2 separate regions of the Capsicum annuum genome follow, and region 1 is linked to region 2. Evidence: chromatin contacts called from public Hi-C data. All regions are on one chromosome and are shown on one strand. The core of a region is the stretch at or near the end of the contact, and the rest is flanking DNA. Distances in the headings are between cores, read along the strand shown.

What was found. A called contact is a pair of places that touch in the nucleus more often than the background predicts.
Region 1: a Hi-C map of placenta shows a contact between it and region 2, with 8 times the contacts expected there. The contact joins the promoter of LOC107866451 here to the enhancer-like site in region 2.

Annotation. Positions count from the first base shown.
Region 1 is chr3:22,796,364-22,803,498 of UCD10Xv1.1, forward strand. It overlaps LOC107866451, which reads left to right and starts at 3,632. Exons shown (of 1, transcript XM_016712508.2): 1 at 3,632-4,518. The coding sequence starts at 3,792. The coding sequence ends at 4,139.
Region 2 is chr3:22,724,168-22,731,429 of UCD10Xv1.1, forward strand. It overlaps LOC107856924 (folate-biopterin transporter 1, chloroplastic), which reads left to right. Exons shown (of 9, transcript XM_016701888.2): 9 at 2,206-3,070. The coding sequence ends at 2,499. Among protein-coding and RNA genes, the nearest start is that of LOC107856924, 17 kb to the left of the region's middle. Within about 2 kb of position 5,419, at least 4 of the 5 cell types and tissues checked have an H3K27ac peak or open chromatin away from gene starts, as enhancers often do.

The sequences.
Region 1 (7,135 bases), core at 2,382-4,881, 70 kb after region 2:
ATGTTGAAAAGAATAAAAATAGATCACTAATCAGTTATCTGTTGGATCAATATTATTTAGATTTCTTCCAAACAGAAGAGTCGTCTGTCGCAACAGATGAATGATCTATTAGATTATTTACCTGTTGCATCAGATTTTCATAGTTGCATCAGATTTTTCATCTGTTGCATCAAATTTTTATGTGTTGCATCATATGTTTCATCTATTACATCAGATGTTTCAACTGTTGCAATACCATTTCTACCAAGACAAACAACAAATCAACCCAACAACACCAACACATCACACACACGCACACTAAGAACATCAACTGTAACAAAAAATCACCAACAAATTTGAATCAATAGTACTACAAGAAGAAGAAGAAATGCCATAAATAAGGGTTTTATTCAGTCCACATTTCAATACCAGAAGAGTAGTTGGCTCAAGTTCCTCTATTTCTTCATAATTTTTTACCTGTGAAAAAGGAAATGGGAGGACGAAGAACTCGAAGTTGTTGTTGATGGAGAAGTATTCACGTCGATTGACGGTTGAAAGTCGAAAAGGAACTCGCCCGACTATTTTTCGCCGGAGGTTGAAGGGAGAAAATTTACAGAACTGTTGGTTGGGAGAGAGTTGAGAGAAGCTAGAGAGAGAGTGGTTGATTTGGATTGAAGAGGAGTGTGGGTTGGGTTGATTTGTATTTTTCAAAAGATTAGAAAGTTTTAAAAATATTTATCAAGTCCACAATTAACTTAATCAAGTTTCCTAATGATGTTTGACCCTATCTGTTGGTCAATGTTGTCAATCCTTCATTCAAGACTTAAAAGACACCTTTCCTTCAATTTTCTCATGTTACCCTCTAAAATGACATATTATGTACAATTCAAAGATAAATTCAACACCGTATAAAATACATATAGCTCTGCATATGTATTTACATAATACATACTTGATCCATATGTATATTTTTATTTTATATGAGTCACCTTTGTATTTCGCAAATACATATGAAGATATATAGTATAGTAATCTTTGCTACTGTTTAATATGAATATGATATGTATTTCGTAAAAACATATGTATGTTTTGTACTATAAATACATATCCAAATTTGTATAGCTATGCATTTTGTATGTTTTTTGAATGTTTATGTGATATACATATTTGTTTTTTCAAAATAAAAGTTAGAGATATAAGAGTAAAAAAAGGGAAAGAACAAAAATATAAAAACATAAAAACAAAAAAAAAATGAAACAGAAGAAAAAGGAAGAACGAGAAATAGAAGTGTAAAAACAAAAGAAAAAATGAACAAAATAAATAGAAAAAAAGAAGAAGAAAATGAAAATAGAAAAATAAAAAAAAGATATGAGAAACGAAAAAACATAAAAAAGGAAAAAAAAGAAAAATAGATGAGAGAAAATAAAGTGGAAAGAAAAAAATGAAAAATAAAAAGAAATTAAAATAAAAAAAATAAAATGATAAAAAATAAGATGAAAAAAAACTAATAAGAAAAAAAAGGTAGAGATATAAGAGAGTGAAAGACAGTAATAATATTTTATTTTGAAATCTTGAAAATCATTATCTTCAAATATGAAAAAGATAATAAAAATAAAACAAAAAATAAAAAAAAGGAAAAAGAAAAAAAGAGAGAAAAAAAAGAGAGAAAATAAAGTGAAAATAAAAAAATAAAATAAAAAAATAAAATGATAAAAAAATAAGATGAAAAAAAGGGGGTAAAAGATATGGCTATATTTGGGGGAGGTGAAATAGTGGAATAAAAATAGAAAAATGTAAAGTAGTGAGAGTAAAACATGCACTTACCTAGTTAATGAGTAAAATAATGTTACCCTTGCTATAAATTGTAATTTTACAAAAGTGTTGTTATTTATTGTAATTATAGTCTTAAGTATGTTATTTTCTGTAATTTTTCCATGAAAGAAATATCCTATTTATAGTCTAGGCTTAATAATTACAATTTATGGGCCCAAAAGTGACCCATTTAAAAATAGAAAAAATTTCAGAAATAGCAACTCTGTAGCCTTAATTATAACTTTTATAGCAACAGTTTCATAATTACAAAAAATAGCAAATTGTATTTGTATTTAAGTAAAATGTTGCTATATAAATACATATACAAATATATATGTATTACTCATAAATACATATACAAAACTGAAAAATACATATTCTTCTATTACTATGAAGTGAGTAAAATATTGCTACTTTTGCTATAAGTTGTAATTTTGAAAAAGTGTTATTATTTATTGTAATTATAGTCTTAAGGATGTTAGTTTCTGTAATTTTTCCTTGAAAATAACAAAGCATGATAGCCCACTTAGCATCCGCTTAAGCATTTTAGGGGCACATGAGATGCATCTCAAGAGCCTGCTCTAGCAGATCTAAAGCAGGTTGGGTGAACCTTCAAAGCAGATAGGGCGCATGTCATCTTTTAAGGGCTTTCTAGCCCCATCTTGCACTCCCTTGGCCTTTTTAACGTCCCTTCACCCTCCTTGAAGATAATCACCATTCAATTGATAATTTTTTATAACACTGAGTCGCCAAGTGCCTCTTGAACCATAAGTATCCTATCCAAAGATCCGGAGGTAATTTAAATTGTATCAAAGATTGTTAAAGAGAAGAATTGAGAGCTAAGTACTAGCACTGTACGGGGTTTTTTTTTTTCAGAAAGAAAATAATAACATAAACCCTCAATTTTTTATGTATTAATACTCTGAACCTTTCACCTCTTCTTGGTACACATTTTTGTTCCTTTTTTCTACTTAACAAAAATAAATTGGGTCCCACCAATACACTCCACTTAATATGAAAGTTTTATATAATATACAAGCATTATAATTCTACTTAAAATAATATACATCACGTAACTCTTGATAGATTAAAAGTTACACTCGCTTATAGTGTTAAAATAAATTTTAAATCTTTTTTCGAGGTGTTACAATTCATTTATTTAATAGGATATCGGAGTAAAATTCATCTCAAATCTTATATATCAATGTTGATCTCTCATATTAAAATTTACCGCGCATGAGGTGTTCAGTCTTGGACCGAGATGCGGTGTTGAAGAGTGTCACAATATTCGACAATCTTCACCTCATGTATTATTTTTTGAGGCTGAATTAAACGTAAGATATATTTCTTTTTCCATAAATATTTATATACTTGATTGGATTTCCTTCTAAATTTTTATTCCATTATTTGATTTTGATTTGAACTAACCTTTGAAATAATATAATCATATTATAGCATACAATAAGCTTTTTTGTTTTTCTATTTTTATAAAAGCCAAACCTAATCCTCACCAAAAAAATTATACTATAATTTTTTTGGAAATTGATGAACAGTCCTAACCGAAAGTAACCGTCATTCAAGGCACAAAGGCAAAAACCACCACCTAAAGTAACAATTAACAAATACCATAACATAACTATAACAAGTAAGTAACAACCTAATAAAACAAAATAATATGACACTATATAGAATAGTAAAATCCAATTCTTTCTTCTTCTTTTTTTTCTAAAAAATAAAAAACACAAAAAATTTAATTACAAGGATGGTGGACCCTCTCCTAGACCAAGTTGTCTAATTTTCCATTGCCTATGGTCCCTCCTAACATGGAGCAATTTATGCCACTTTTCTCCACTATAAATTTCTCATTTCCTCCCCTCCCAATTTCCTACCTTTTTTTATTTTCCTTTCCTTTACCTCAAAATACCCATAAATCTCTAGTGAAAAATAGAGCCCACTCAAAAAAGACTATTGAAAATTTTTGTGGAATTGTTTTTCAAGAAATGGACATAGAGTTGGCAAAGTGTGAGTGTTGTGGACTTAAAGAAGATTGCACACTAGACTACATTAGTCAAGTGAAAGAAAATTTTAATGGGAAATGGCTATGTGGACTTTGTTCAGAAGCAGTTAGAGATGAAGTGAAAAGAGGAAAAAAACAATTTCTTTGTATGGAAGATGCTGTGAAGGCACATATGACATTTTGTAGAAAATATAAGTCTAATCCAGCAATTGAAGTAGCTGATGGAATGAGGCAAATGCTAAGAAGAAGGTCTGATGTGTCATCATCTTCAAATTCACCTAATTCTTCTAAGAAGTATTCAAGATCAACAAGTTCTATCTCCTATTATTAGTTAGACCAAGACGATAAAGAGTTATGTCTTAGTCCAGTTCAGAACAAGTTGGAGTCGACTAGATGAATGCTCAGAAGAGAAAAGGAGGAGAAAGGGTAACTTGTACTTTTGGTGGAAAAATAAAAAAGGTCTAACAACACCAACACCAACAACAACATGCAAGTCTTTTTCATGGAGAAATCTTTCTTGATTTCCATCTTGTCTTGTACAGTGGATTTTGTTTCTTTTAAATTTACTAGTGGGGATAGTATTTTGTTCCTTTCTTTTCCTTTTTTTTGTTCTTTTGTTATATGGGTATGTTCTACTTGTTACTTTCCACAACAATCACATAAGAGATGTTCAACATTATGATAATTGATAACTACGTCTCAGTCCTAAACAAGTCTTCTAAGTTGATACATCGGGGTAGGGGGAGTAGATTACATACAGGACAGGATCGAACCTTCACCAATAAGGTAAAAATTCAGGTAGTCAGCTAATCGAGCTTCTAAGATATTCCAACTCTGTCAATCCCTACTTTTATGTTCAAGCTCATCGCATATCATCAGAAGAGATGTTCATGAAAAGAAAAAGAAAAGTTTTTTCTCCACAAGCTTGACAAACTTTTCTCCTCTTTTTGACAAAAGTTGGAAAGAAAGTTGATTTCACTTTGTTCATTGAGTTGATTAAACAATGAACTTTTTCTTGCATAAGGACTTATCCCACACTATTTTTACGTACCTTTATTTTTTTATTTTTTAGTTTTGTATATTTATTGAAAAATTGATGTATCTGTTCATTCGACCAGGTTGATTCACCAGTTTGATCTCACTGTATATTCGTCAGTGAGATGAAACAGGTGAATCAACCAGCTCCAAGCAACAGATACATCGATATTCCAATAATATTAGAAAATATTAAACTCGTTCATAAGCTACATTGGTGAAATCTGTCAGAAGCAAAAATTTCATTTCCTTGATAGATTCTTTTCACATATATTAGCAAAGATAATAAATAATGGTCATTCTGAACGATATTGTCTTCTTCTTTTTTTAATTAATCATCTTTTTTCACCCCTCTCTAGGAACTTCAGCCCTTTTTATTTCCTTGATGACTTCAACTCACAACCTCGGAGTTGAAAGTAAACGGTGTTTACCGTCCGAGCAACTCCCTGTTTATTATTATTAATGAATCTTGAAAACCACTCAAATAACTAGGAAGATCCCAATGCAGATATGCTCATTTTAATATCTAAGGTCAACTTCCCACTAAACCAGAAAGATTTTAATAGGAATCATATCATATGCTTCATAACTTTATGTTCAAGATGCTTTCATTTAAAAAGTTCAAAACCTTTTAACACAAACATTTCTGTTTCATGATTAAAGAATTTTAAACTATTTTGAATTGAAGTATTGAACATTTAATTGTCTGATCGATAAGCTTAATCTAAACTATGGTCTATGATGACCTATTATTCAAGTTATTTAATATTAATAGTGGATGATTCATCACAATGCCCTGTGCTGTAAATAAAGTCGAATTAGTTCACCAACTATTTTAACAATTAACGCAAATAATGGTTTATACAACTCAACTAACACATGACTTGATTTCATTAACTTTGTGCAATTTTTTATTACATCGAAATCGTTGAAAGAGAAAAAGAACCAAAAGAGAAAATAGTGAGAATTGAACACATAACCTATTGAATGGAAGACCTTTATATATAAAATTTAACTCACTACTAAAAACATGTGAATAAATATTCATGTCAGAAAGCTCGTCAAAAACATTTTTGACAATCCATTTCGAGGGATATATTCAATCAGAAATACGCATTATTTTAGTAGTGAAGGTATTTGGTGATCGATTAACACATGATGATGATATGATTTTTGATGATTAATTTGGAAAATATAATTAAGTTGGTCTTATATGATTTTTCTTGCATATAATGGCATGCACATTTTAAATTGCCACATAATCATGGACCTAAGTCTTATCACCTATGGTGATAAAGTGTTGAAAGCAAACACCTAATCACATGGTTTAATGGAATGCAGAAAAACAAACAAACAAACTAACAAAAACAGCTACTTAATATCTACTTCAATAAGTTTATGGGTTGTAAAATGCTACACCTCAGAGTGTAGACTATTGACATCGTAAGTTCCAAGTAATCTCACTCCAGTCAAGCCAAGATTAATGGAGTTAGATAAAATACTTTAGAAATTTCTATGTTTACTTTATGTTTTGTACTTATAGTTAGTGGCAGAGTCATAATTTTATAAGGGGTGTCATTTAACGTCGCTTTATTAAATTATAAACAATATATTTTTTTTGTGAAAAGCAAGTATATGTTTATACAATATGGCAACAATGCTAAAAAATCATAGATAAATTTGCACCACTAACCCAAAGCCTGAAATTACCATTCTAAATCTAAACTCACTTACAAGAAGACCAATAGAATCCTTTAGGTATTGTTTAAATAGTTGTTCTAAGTTCATTGCGCTCCTACCACCTGTCGATAAAGTAGGCTGATGGAAAATCCCCCTGTTGTGACCTACGACCATAATGGTGTGGGTCGGGGCATCAACGGTTATTACCCCATGCATGACTAACTCACAATAGTCTGATAGTGTTTTGAAATTTTTTTGTGTATATCGTGTACATATGTCATAGAGCATGGTACACTACATATGGAACATGAAATCACCACACAATTTCAAAAATGAGAGAATTTTCATATATCATTGACATTCATCGTTGTTGTGATGATGCAATTGAGTGTTCATTCGGTCCAATATCTGGATGATCAAACCTATCTTTGGGTTTGAGAGACATCCAATAACCAAGTCCAAGTTAAAAAGTGTATCGAGCCATGAATCTTAAGTTAAAATAATCTCATGTTATATTGTGCACTTCTTCAAATTGGAAAAAATAAAATACTTCAGTCCAAATTTGAATGATCCATCCCTTCACTATGAAAATTTTTTAGACAAGTAGAATCC
Region 2 (7,262 bases), core at 4,169-6,668:
TCAACGCGGATTTGTCTTAAGAGCCTTTTGAGTCCTGCCGTCGTAGGAGATCGCATGCGCGCGGCAAATTAAAACATAATGCGCCTTGAGACGAGACTACAAATGCTGCGAGATGAACAACGAACTCTCATTATGCAGGCTGTCACCCTCTGTGACTGGAGAGACTAAGAAAGAATATAATAGTTACAGTCTTTTCCGTTGTGGAAGTTTATTTACTTAAAGAAAGAAGTTCCATATTGTACTCCCTATTTGCTTTTCTAGTGCTACTTTTCTTGAAATAAAGATCATTGATAGCCATATCATTTTCTCAATAAAAAAGTGAGTAGCAGTGTACTGCTGAATTGAACTTTCTCGTATATTGAATTGACTAATTACTAATGCCTTAAGCTCCATATATATATATATATATATATAAAAGAATATAAGACTCATGCAGTAACGCCTCATCTTACTTCATTTCTTTTGTCAGGAATAATGGCCTTAGATAGCGTTTATCTTATCTTTCGAAAGACCTTAAGCTCACTATATTAACGTATAAATGTTAAATGTTATCTTTCGCATGTCTTACAAAAAATATTTAAAAAGTCTGTCTTTTTTGTTTAAAAAGCAAGAGGAAATGACACATTCTTAGATAAATAGTGCAGGCATGTGTTGCACTTTTTTCGAAATCGAAAAGTGGCTAAGCGGAATTCATTCAGAAAGCAAGACAGAATAGGGTCTTACCGCTAATGCAAGAACTTCCCTTAAAGATATTAGCTGTGGGACTTCGGCGCCTTAAACGGAAGAGGGGATTTATTTTTGGCCGCTATGCTCTTTTCTTATTCCCTTATTCTTTTTTTTTTTCTGTGTCTGAAGTGAGTGAAGTCAAGCTAGCGTCAGCAAATCGGACATAAGCAATACATGTAAATCCCCGTCCCTTAGAAAAACGATTGCGATTCTCATCCAGTGCTTTAATTAAGAGAAAAAGAGTAACATATAAGAACAAATTTTAGGAATACCCGGAGCGTAGCAGTCAGAAATAAATCCCCTTTTCCGCTTAAGGTACCAAGTCCCACAACTAATATCTTGATTTAAGGGAAGTTCTTTCGTTAGCAGTAAGAGCCTATTTTGTCTTGCTTTCTGAATGAATTCCGCTGCGCCCCTTTTTGATTTAAAAAAAGTGCAATATATGCTTGCACTATAAAAAAAAAAAAAACTCGAACTTTAAAATTTCTAAACTAAGGGATTTTTTTTTGTTTTCATGGGCAAACACCATACGCATTGGATATTGTTTGAATGGGTTTATAGAAGTTCTGGATTGCTCCACTCTTTCTTAATATTTTGTGTAGGATGCTTAGATTCTTTCACTTGTATGTTGTTTCCTTGAACTTTTGTATAACAATAGTCTTCATTTTGTTTTGTGTTCTTGTTTAGGTTGTGTTGGGACAAACCTTTATAAAGTAGTATGCTAGAATGGAAGTTACTTGAACAAGATTAATTGCTTGCGGAAATAGCTTAAGTTGTCAAAGGCAAAAACCCTTACAATCTCCTCATCTTCCCTGGAATTTTTTTCCAAGAGATGTTGAAAACTTTTTGAACTTTTTTTGCATGTTTTTTTTTTTTTTTCCAAACCAAACACCATATGAGAAACTGAAAAACTATAAACTGCAAAACACCTCAGCAGTAGTAGTGAAGTTTTTGCAATGAATAAATATCTTTCTTTTGGGTTGAAAACAACAACATACCCAATGAAATTCCACAAGTGAGGTCTGGAAAGGGTAGAGTTTACACAGACCTTACCACTACCACGTGGAGGTAGAGAGGCTGTCTTAAAAATCTTTTTCAGTTTTTGCAGATAAAAAGAAAGGCTTTTTTCAAAATGATGTGTTGCAAAACACATTCTGATTTTGCCCCCCATTTTTGCAAAATCAAAAAAATAAAAAGGAACTCCACCTGTTTTCGAAACAAATGCCACCATTGAGTTTTGGCAAGCTAGCATTCTAGGGCACTTCACATAATCTGTAGCGGATAGCAAAGGGTTAACTTGGCAAATGCTTTGGAAGTCTGTTTCCTCGAGTTCCAATTTGAGTCTATGGTGCTCCTGCATTATCTCTTTTAATATATATGTAAAACTGAAATTAAATTGAATCATGAATTTTTTTTCTAAAATTGAGTTAGAATTTCTGGAAATCCCTTTATCAGTAATAGACTTCTTACCTGTTTCAGGCATCTTTCATGCCTGTTCTAGTGCTAGCTGCAAGAATATGTCCACAGGGAATGGAAGCAACTCTCTTCGCAACCCTCATGTCCATATCCAATGGAGGGAGTGTCCTTGGAGGTCTAATTGGTGCCGGTTTAACCCAGGTATTTGGTGTCACCAAGGACAGGTTTGACAACTTGGCTTTTCTGATAGTTCTCTGCAATCTAAGCTCTCTATTGCCTTTGCCCCTACTTGGTCTTCTTCCTGGCGATGAACCAGATACAAAAGAGAGTACTGATATTGAGATGAAGTCTAATTAAATTCTTGCGTGCTGTGCCCATCCTGAATCTGGCTAAGTTCCGCTGCAGCTTTTTGAGAAGACAATAGGAGAGAATACAATTATAAATACAAATACTCATATATCCAATGACTAAACATACAAGTCATGATGTCAATTCATCACACCACAGAAAATGTTTAATGGATTAGGAACTTGTTTTGGTGGGAGATAGATCTTGTTCTGGGGTCCCCGGACTTTGGTCTAATGGTAAGAGCGTCTGTGGGATAGGCGCATGTCATGGGTTCAAACCCTCCTGTAACAAAGACTTGGTATTTAAGTGGAGAAGAATAGAGGGGCGGGCTTATTATCTACCGACTTTCAAACTTGAGCATTTTGATCTTTAACATATGTATTGCTGGATGACCCTCTTTAGAATGCCCATTGAGAAATTGTCATTCGGGGTTGCTGTTTATCGACCAGATTTGGTATTTTGAGAAATGGTCTACATTGATCGTTCTGTTCTGTATGACAATTCGTAATTGTGGCATAATGAGCATTAATTACTAACTTCAAGTTGATAAAAGTACTCACTGAATCTTTTTGCCTCTTAATCTGGATGTCAAGAGAGTTGAACAATGTACTTTTTTGCCGGTTGTCAGGGTGACTGATGATTCATTAGGATTTCTAAGCAAAATTAACAATCCTGGATTTCTTGTATACAATAATATACACACTTGTATGTTATTGTATCTACTTGTATTTCATTGTACTAGTTTAGGTGTACGCGTCTTGCGCGTGTACCTCACTTTAATGAGTTCAAACATTATATTAAATAAGATATTTGCTTAAATAATTAAAATGAATATAATAATTAAATTTAATATCTTTTGAGTATGTAAAGATGGAGAATTTATTTATTAAAATCTTTACCAAAAATGTTTTTAAAAGTCTATCGACATTCATCTACCATCTGTAAATTGCAATAAAACAGTACAATGATAGAGACATCAAAATAATACAATTATTTATAATTTTTGCACACAAAAATTTTCTCAAAGTCGTCTGACATTCATCTACCATCTGTAAACAATAACAAAATAATATGATAATAGAGATATCAAAATACTATAACTAAATCTAATCTTTACATAAAAAAATTTCTCAGAGCTGACCAACACTTATCTCACATGTAAACTGCAATAAAATAATACGATAAAAGTGATATCAAAATAATACAATTAAACGTAAATTTTACACAAATTTTTCAAAATCGATAGAGATTCATCTACAAACTGTAAACTACCACAAAATAACAAACTAATAGAGATATTATGATAATACAATTAAACCTAACCTTTACCTAATTTTTTGTTTTTCAAAATCGACCCACATTCATCTAACATCTGTAATTTTCAATAAAACAATAAGATAATGAAGATGTCAAAACAATAAAATTAAATCTAACCTTTACACAAGAAATTTTTCAAAGTCAACCGATATTCATTTACGACCTGTAAACTATAAAAAAATATAATAGTGATCACAAAGCTTCGATTTTGATCCATCTAATTCTCATCTGAGCGAAAATTTTAATCCTAAAGAATGATTTTGAACGAAATCAAAGAAGTACTCAATCTAAAAATCTGCCGCTCCTGTTTGTCCCGCTCCTATTTAGAGTGCGTCATATACACTCCTTTAAGTACTCAAGATTCTCACACTTTTAACATACTCTTAAGTGTATTCATTTACGTATAATTACACTTTTGTGCCACATCATTTTATTAGGGTGTGCCTAACATTGTTATTGAGCACATTATATTATGTCGGTCAAGGAATTTAGCATATGGTCAATGGCGTTTTGCAGTTTCATATCCTTCATATTATTCTTTACACCCCTATCTGACTTAAATTATTTTTGTTATTTACTCGTTATCTTTTAACCTTATTTATGGATACCTAAAAGACATTTATTGTATCAGATTTTTCATGCAACAATATGCATAACGATAACGTAAAAGTAATCAATAAAGTAATAAAATACTTTTTCCTTTATTAAAATAATTGACATCAAAAGGACGACAATTGGCATAGGTAGTATGTACCATTTCAAAAAGCTTTGTATTTCTTGTGGCTTCTTTCTTCGTGTGTATGGTTTGTTTTTCTTCAATACGGTTCACATAAATAACAAGATTCATAAAATTTTAATATGAAATAATTTCATCATTAACTAATCTTTTCAATCTTTCTTGATTATATGATCTAAAGGTTGATGCTATAAATAAACAGATGTTAATTCACCAATTCAAGTTTGCTTCCAATTTTATGAAGGGTTGGAAGGATTTTGAGTTTGACAAACAAATTATCAAAATTTAATTTGTTTAAATCATTACCAAGAATATTCATCAGTCATCATAGCATATACTTGTGTGTAAATACCATTTAATCACCAAATAGTCAATTAATTATCCATTTTTTTAAAAATCAACATAGGGAGTTAGTCAACTGCCTTGTAATATTGCACCATATGTTATGACAATACATTTTAATTAGCTCTCTTTTTATTTAATAAATCCAATTTAACTTAAAACACATGAGACATATATATTACGGCCAAAACTAAATTAAGACAAATTCAAAAAACTAAAAGAAGTTGGTCCTCAAATACATTAGCATTGAGATGGGGAAATTTTTTTCGCCAAAGATGTAGTGGAGCGATAAGTGTTCCTTCATCTTTAATCAGATGTCTTAGTTTGAGTCCTCCTAGATATAAAGTTGCTTTTGTTAGGAAGCGCTTTCCTTTCCGATATAAAACTTTATAGCTTGAATTTGAATTTAATCAAGCTCCGATGCTGATATCGGACAATTAGTGGAAAACAAAAACAGATACATTATCATTGCGATGGGGAAATTTTCACTACAAACAAACCTGCCACGTGACAAATTGATAGATATTCACATGGGGGTGGGCCTCAAAAGTTTCTCAAAACAAAACAATTACAATTGGTGTAGTCACATCTCAAAAGGCCCAATAGTTTCCACAAAATTCAATTCCACTTTAAACCTATTGGCCATCAACTTACTCTTTCATTACATTTTTTTTTTTTACTTGTCTTTAATAAAATAATTCCCACAAAAATCCATTTCTTCATTTTTCCATTTTAGCAACTTGCCCCACAAATCCTTTTCCAATTTCCAATTTGGCTCCTCTCACCTTTTCCATGATTCCTCATCATGTGGAGTTCCCATTTTTGCCTTGGTAGTTGCTATATATTGATGTCTTTATACAATTGTCACATATCATTATGCATGATAACTTGAACATAAAACCCAATTTTCCTTTTCTTACCCTAAAACATCAAGGAGATGGTGAGTATTAAAGATATAAGATCTTCAATTAACTCGTGATTGAGGCGCAAATTGTTATCGTAAAACTCTCAGAGTACATGAAGACACAAACAATTTGTGATTGAGGTGCACTTGTGAACAATTACACATGGAGACACGCACAAAAACATAACACTATATATGACTCTTTTATGAGTTGCACTAGCCACTAAAGGAGAATAGGGGGCATACTTCCTAGACCAACTTAGGAAAATGCTAGATGTTTAATGGTCCTCCATGTGGGTGATGCACAAAAACAATAAGGACATGGAAGAAAAAATGAATCCTTTTGAGAGGCTTGGGGTATCATTTATGAAATATTCCTTTCTATTCCAATGACACATTTTCTTTTTAGTTTGTAAAAAGAATGACTTCTTTCTAAATTTGAAAATAACTAATTTAATACTTCTCATTTTACCTTTAACAGGAAGCTTTTTTAACCACACAAATGTCATGATAAGTTTAAGATCATAAGTTTTAAAAGTTTTATAGCTACACAAATATTATAATATGCTTAAGACCATAATCTTAAAGTGTTCATTTCTTTTTTAAACTCTATGTTTATTCACATTATGTCACATAAATTGTAACGAAAAGAATATAAATGCTATCATCCAAAAGTTGTACCTTTCCTTCCCTAAAAAGTGTTGTTTTAGCTATTTTCACGACCATTAATAAAAATAAATAAATATAGGGTATCATTTATTAAGTTACCCTATATTTATTAGTTTTTTTCTTGAGAAGTGATCAAGCACTACTAAAAAGAAATGAATCTTTAATATAAAGGTATAGTCGAAAATAATTAATAATTATAATCTAAATTTTTAAAGTAATAATTATTTTACAACAAATTATTTCGTTCAAATGATACTTATTTTGGAACGGAGGAAATAACGGTTACCACATTTGAATGTAGGTAAGATTGTTTTTCTGCTTGATAATTCTTGGATAAGTAATTATCTGAAACTACCAATGGTCAGATTCTTCAATACTCCTTTCCTATTTGTTTTGTCCACACCCAACATCCCAAAAGCTGTCACATGGGGGAGATGGGGAAGTTGGAATAGTTGTTAGACCCTCCATTCCAATCATTGGACTACTTTAATATCATAAAGTTCTTGCATGACTAGGAGAACTATAATAATTTGGGGAAAATAATAATAATAATAATAAGGGCCCTAAAGATGTAAATATACAAGTATAATACTAAGTTTCTGGCCAATCACTTTAATTAAACCTACCTAACAATAATAAGATTCTGATCTATATATACAACAATTGGCAGTTACTGATAATATAATTAAGAAAAGATATGATGGGATAGAAGACATTTCTTTAATCTTAGCCAGAATTTTTCAGTTCGAGCATTAGGAATAAAGAAATTCTAATAGAAAGTGATTTTTCTTTTAATTGCTCCTT